2 separate regions of the Mus musculus genome follow, and region 1 is linked to region 2. A link is a contact called in public HiChIP or PLAC-seq data. All regions are on one chromosome and are shown on one strand. The core of a region is the stretch at or near the end of the contact, and the rest is flanking DNA. Distances in the headings are between cores, read along the strand shown. Region 1 holds the start of Fmnl2 (formin-like 2). Region 2 has its middle 54 kb from the start of Fmnl2.

The links. HiChIP or PLAC-seq counts read pairs in DNA pulled down with a chosen protein or histone mark.
Region 1: an H3K27ac HiChIP or PLAC-seq map of neural progenitor cells shows a contact between it and region 2, with 3 times the contacts expected there. The contact joins the promoter of Fmnl2 here to the enhancer-like site in region 2. A contact is called at or near these places in 1 of 39 promoter capture datasets (the 3T3-L1 cell line), 3 of 484 Hi-C or Micro-C datasets (cerebral cortex, nephron progenitors and neural progenitor cells), 2 of 115 datasets of contacts at active chromatin or transcription factors (astrocytes and neural progenitor cells) and 1 of 9 other capture datasets (adipose tissue).

The regions. Positions count from the first base shown.
Region 1 is chr2:52,856,013-52,859,258 of GRCm38.p6, reverse strand. It overlaps Fmnl2 (formin-like 2), which reads right to left and starts at 1,391. Exons shown (of 27, transcript NM_172409.2): 1 at 1,000-1,391. The coding sequence starts at 1,116.
Region 2 is chr2:52,802,779-52,805,922 of GRCm38.p6, reverse strand. No RefSeq gene overlaps it. Among named protein-coding and RNA genes, the nearest start is that of Fmnl2, 54 kb to the left of the region's middle. Within about 2 kb of position 1,417, at least 67 of the 459 cell types and tissues checked have an H3K27ac peak or open chromatin away from gene starts, as enhancers often do. A contact at or near this core is called in adipose tissue and neural progenitor cells, where this site is marked.

The sequences.
Region 1 (3,246 bases), core at 142-2,641, 53 kb before region 2:
CCTTCCCATCATCCCCTTAAGAGAAGGTGGAATCTTAAAACTTGAGAAACCAGGAACCAACTGCACTTGGGACGCTCTCTGGGGCAAGGGAAAAGGCGTCACACCCTTTTGAGCTCACAGCAAGGCAGACTCCGGGTGGGAAGAGCCCAGAAACTTAGTCCCAAAAGGAAACGGAGAGAGAGGATTCCAGTCTTTGATTGAGAAGCTGGAACGGGAAGGCTGAGTGATGCGGAATGCGGGAGGGAGCCATGGACTCGACTGAAGGAACTGGGGTCGTCCGTGAAGTCAGGACGGCTCTTAACACGTCCCAGCCAAACTGCACATTTTTGTGGTTTAAGATTTAAGACCAAAGGGAACACACTGAGGTTCTCCCCTGCCCGGGGCGCTTCTCCCCCACCCCCCGCCTTCCCCACCCGCGTCTGGGTTTCAGATGCCTCCCCCTCGCGGAGGGACCACGGCGCCACTCAGCTGCCGGCCTCCTCTTTCTCTTTCTGGGGAGCTGTCCATCTGCCCAGCCGCGAGGTCCACCCTCCAAGTTCGGCCGACCGAGTGCGGGCGCGGCGCCTGCGGCCAGCCACCTGCGCGCGTCTGCAGCAGACCCCGCAAGGCCCAGAGCTGCGCGTCCGGGGGATGCTACGCAGAGGGTCGGGGTCTGCCGGTTGCTTTTCATTCTTTAAACAAAAAGCTTTAGCGGCCCGTCCCTCACTCCTCCCCGGCCAGCCACCTTCCCTTCACACCCACTCTGCACCTCCCGGCACACGCGCTGCGAGGTGCTGCTCCCGCCAGACAATGGGTTCGTGGCCGCCGGGGTAGCCCGGCCCGAGCTCCTCTCCCCATCCGAGGACCCCTGGAGAGCGCAAGGACGGAGGCTGAGAGAAGCGAGGCTGGGAGCCCACAATGGGGAAGGTGTGAGCCTCGCCCTTGGGACCGGAGGAGCCGGGTCATCTGCGCCGCCTGCCCCACGGGGGCCCCGCGCCCGGCCGCAGCGGACTCACTCACCAGCACGATGGCAAAGCGCTCCTCCAGTTCACCTGGCTCGGGCATCGGCAGCTTCAATGGCACGTTGTGCGCCTTGAAATCGGTCTGCTGCGAGTCCATGCTCCCCGCGTTGCCCATGTCGGCTGCGTGCCGGAGCCCCGGCTGGCTCCGGGCCCCTTGCGTCCGCGTCCAAAATGCCCACAGCCCCGGGCGCTTGGCTCCCGCCCTCCGCCGCGTCCCGGTTAGTGCTCAGCGCACGCCGCTTCCTAGCAGAGCTCCGAACCCAGCCGGTCCCCGGCCGTCCTCATGCTCCCCGCCGCCCCGGCGCCGCCCCGGCCTCTCTGCCTCGCGAGGGGTCTGCAGGGCGCTGGGCGCCGATCCGCATGGTGCTCCCGCCGCCCCCGCCGGCACCCGCGGCCGCTTGCGCGCTCCTGCTCGTCCGCCTCTCGCCCCGGCCGCAGCGGCGCTGACACCTCAGCCCCGGCCCCACAGCGAGCGGACGTTCGCGCACGGCTGGCCGACACAATGCCCCCTCTCGGCCCCCGCCCCCGGCCCGGCTCCGCCCACCCGCCCCGCGGACTGCCGGGACGCGTAGTTTCGGCCCAAACCGGCCACGCGCAGAAACCGCGCGCGCTCCTGGAGGGCCGCGCTGTAGTTGGGGTGCTTGCAGCAAAAACAAGCTGGACGCCGTGAAAGGTGGCTTTAGTCACTTTTATCTCGACCTCCCTCACTCCGACAGTTTGAAGACCTGCCTCGCCTACGTAAAATCTGACACTTCAGCACGTTTGAAGAATGAGTGAATGACTCCAGTCAATCATGAAACGCGTGATTTAAGTTTCAGAAGAGTATAACCCTGTGAGAGAATCTAGTTGAATAGGAGACCCCCACCCCGGGTATTGGCAATGCCCAACTTCACGAACTACAGGTGGAGACGTGGTACGGGTTCTTCGGCATCTATGTTGCATGGTCTTTGATCTAACTGGATGTTTTATAAGCAAATGTGGGGTTTATAGTATGTGTGAGTTTTTACAAGAATTCAATCCACAATAGACAATTCAAAGAAAATAACTGTCAAAGACCTATGACGGGAGTTACGATTTCATAGGCTGAGACACTCAGCCCTGCAATGCTTTCAAATCTAGTAAGGAAGACAGTTTACACAAATAACTATTTTGCATGAGGGTGGTCGTTGACTGCACCCATCCTGCTTCCAAAGCAGATTTGCCCCAAGTGTTTCACAGAGAATATTAGGCTCAACTCTGTCCCTCTGAACTTAACTAGATGTTATGAGGGCTTGGAAATGCACTGTTATACGTGACTTTAGCCAGCTGCCCTTGCTGTAGATTTCAAGCCCATGTAGAACTTTTGATTAAAGCTACTCATACCATGAGTTCTGCCTGGCACCAGAATTTCCCTGAGCTGAGAGATGGAGCCCAAGAAGCTGTGGTACTCTTTGCAGCTTAGGCTATCGTCTTATTTTGTTTTGTTTATTTTATTTCAGAGGCATTAATTAGTGTTCTTCCTGCATGTGTATCTATATGAGGGCATCAGGATTCCCTAGAACTCGAGCTACAGACAGACGTGATCTGCCTGGGGGTTGGGAATTGAACCCAGGTCCTTTAGAAGAGCAGCCAGTACTCATCTCTCCAACCCTGGGCTATCTTCTTAAGAAAGCAAGTAAATTGCATCCTACCCGGATATATCAAGAGCCCCAACTTTTCCTTAGTAGCTATGAATGCCTGGTCTCATGGCCCTTGCTTAACTTTTCGTGCCCTAATTTCATCATCTAAGAAAGTCATAATGGCATTGACGCCTTTCTTACAGGGTTGGATGAGATTTCAATAGATCTGTACTGTTCAGATAAAGAACTTGGAGTAACAGTCAGTGTGGCTCTGTATCACTGTCATCACCATAATCCTCGACATTTTATTGACCTCAGTACTTTCCATCCATGCCTTCCTACTTATGATGGTTGATACTATGTTTATTTTAATTAAGTAGACTGGACTAAATGATGCCCAGAAAACTGATAAAAAGAAAGAAATAATATTTTGGAGCGTGTGTATTTAATCCAATAGTCTTAGTAAACAAATTCAACTTCATCAGTGCAGAGGGCAGCACCCTTTCTGCTGAGGCCATGAATAGAAGAGAAAGATGGGGGAAGGGTAAGTTTGTTCTCTGCTCTGCTGGGGACATCACCTTTTACTGCTTTCAGGAATTGGTGCTCCTCTTTCTGGATCTTTGAACCTGGACCAAGACTTACATCAT
Region 2 (3,144 bases), core at 168-2,667:
TGCAATGGTGTCAGCGTTTGGATGCTGATTATGGGGTGGATCCCTGGATATGGAAGTCTCTACATGGACCATCCTTTCATCTCAGCTCCAAACTTTGTCTCCGTAACTCCTTCCAAGGGTGTTTTGTTCCCACTTCTAAGGAGGGGCATAGTGATCCATGGGCTTTTTGAATTATGTGTGTTCGTTTTGGTGTTTGATGGACTTGGTTTAAAAAGAACGAAGAGGGGTGGGGAGATGACAGACTGGAGAGAAAACTTAGTGATTAAGGACACTTGCTTCTCTTGCAGAGGACACAAGGGTTTAGTTCCCAGCACCCTCGTTAGGAGGCTGAGCTGTAGCTCTATCAAGAGGACCCAGGGACCTCTTTGGGCCTCTACAGGATATTGCACACACACACACACACACACACACACACACACACACACACCCATAAAAATAAATAAATCCTAAAAAAGAAAACAGAAATGAATGCCAGGCACAGTGGCACATACCTTGAACGCCACCTGAGGCAGCAGGGTTACCTGGGAGTGTGAGGTCAGCCTGAGCACCTTAGTGAGACTAAGAAACAGAAAAGGCCCAGGTATATATCTCAGTGGTGGAACGATGGCCTTGCGTTTCATTTGATCACTTAGCTGGGTCATTTGCTAACAGGCCTTGGGCTGTTTTTTAAAGTATTGTGCCACAGCTATCTATTGTCCAACTCTTCATACCTAGAACTTCTAGGCAGACAGCTAAACCATTCAGGTCTTTAGTCACAAACTTCTAAAGATCAAGTCATCTATGTAGTTAGTAGTACTAAAGGTACAGCTCTGTAATCTGTTAGCCGTTTCACTTTTCTTCTTTGTTGGCTACAAGCCCAAGTAGGAAACCACCAGGGAAATTTCTGGAATTTTTGTGCTGAGGTAAAAAAAAAAAAAACAAAAAAAAAACCCTATCCATCTTACAGATCCAGTGTCATTGCAATCACTGAGAGCCAAACTGGGAGAGTCCTGCCCTGCCTTTAGGGCCTGGCTTGCTGTCATTCTTTAGTACAGCTTTGGTTGCCCTAGAACTCTGCCAGCCAGACTGCTCTAGGATGCTGGCCTGTGTCCCTGGCTGAGCTCGGCATCGAGCTCTCAGCAGAGCAGAGCCACAGGGCCAGGACTACTCAGACTAGGTCACAGGACCAATGACGTTGCCTAAACCCGATCTTCTTTCTGTCCAGTGGGTGTGGAATAGATTGATGTCGTGAGTGTGTGTGTGTGTGTGTTTCTGTATAATTAGAAGTCCCAGAGTTTTTGCTTAGTAAGGCTACTCTTCTGTTGTGTCCCCTGGGAGAGACGCCAGGCGGAAGTCCTTTCTTCCAGAACGGATTCAGCGCAGGAAGCAGCAGGGTGCCCTTTCCCACCCTTTCCATTCACAGAGTTGTTCCAAGGAGAGAGAACCTACTTTTGTTCTTGGTGCCTATTCAACCCTCACCCCGCCCACTGCTGAGACTGCTGAGCCTACCAATCAGTGGCCTGAGTTTAAACCCTGGATGCAGCCACACCACAGAAGATGGATTCATTTCAGGATCTAGACTGCTCACAAGGCCTTAGGTAGAGCACAAGTGAGCAGATTACGATGTTAAGTAATGGCTTCCGGGGCGTGAGAGCATAGAGTTTGGAAATGTTTTCTGGCCAAGCTTTTCATGACTCATTGACCGGCTCATTTAATAGGCCTCAAATCTTATTTGCAACAATTGAAAAAGCACGAGGGCTGGGTGCCTATTGATAAATTTTAATCCAACTGGTAAAGGTACCTTAAGATACTTGAAAAAACGCGCCTATGTTTAAGATCCTGTACTGAATTAGGGTAAACTCATGGAGAAGCTGAGTAGTTCATCTCATGTGTTCACATCCTGCTACTAGGATGTGCTTAGTCAAGACTATAAGAAGACTAATTTTCCCTCCAACCTGCAGGTACTAGGAAGCAAGCTAAGCATGCTCTATCATCAAGCTAGACCCCTACCCATAATGCAAGCATCCCTTCTAGGCAGCGACTATTGTAAGCTCCAACAAGATGCAGTGATTTGGGGTAAGCAAGCAGCAGACCCGGCACTGATCATTTGCCATCACCTCCAAGTAGAGAGTCATGTTCAGGCTAGAAGGACTGTCAGTGCGGTCACATGCAGCCGTCTTCCTTCATCTGAGTCTCAGCTGACTACCCTGTGAGACAAATTACTCAATTTCTCTGTGCCTCAGTTTCCCCTTCTCCAAAGAACAGGTTTGCTTTACAGGCAAGGTGAGCTCGCAGTTATTCATTCAACACAAACTCCATGGTGATGGTAATGGACTTAGGCTTTGGGCCTTATCGAGTCACATGATCTTTAAAATGGCTTTCCAGGGGCTGGTGAGATGGCTCAGTGGGTAAGAGCACCCAACTGCTCTTCCGAAGGTTCAGAGTTCAAATCCCAGCAACTACATGGTGGCTCACAACCATCCGTAATGAGATCTGACTCCCTCTTCTGGAGTATCTGAAAACAGCTACATTGTACTTACATATAATCAATAAATAAATCTTTAAAAAAAAATAAAAATAAAAATAAAATGGCTTTCCAGGGGCTAGAGACAGGGCTCAACAGTTAAGAGCATCGGCCGTTCTTCCTGAGGACCTGGGTTCAATTCTCCGTACCCATATGGTGGCTCACAACCACCTTTAACTCCAGTTTCTGGGCATCGGATGCCCTTTTCTGACTCTGACTCATGTGGTATAGAAACATAGGTACAGGTAAAATGTTCATACACATAAAATAAATATCTTGAAAATGACTTTCTAGAAGTTAATTTGCAGCGGGGCGGTGGTGGCGCACGCCTTTAATCCCAGCACTTGGGAGGCAGAGGCAGGCAGATTTCTGAGTTCGAGGCCAGCCTGGTCTACAAAGTGAGTTCCAGGACAGCCAGGGCTACACAGAGAAACCTTGTCTCGAAAAAACAAAAACAAAAAACAAAACAAAAAAAAGAAGTTAATTTGCACAACATTCTGGGATATTGGGTAACTGTTGGAGACTCTGAGTAGCAGTGCCTAGCTGCTTGTCATACAACGCTGTGGCAGAGTTATGGTATGTTATGGTATGCAAAGCTCATTGCATGGTCCCCAGCCCCATCACTATTGCTCACAGTAATT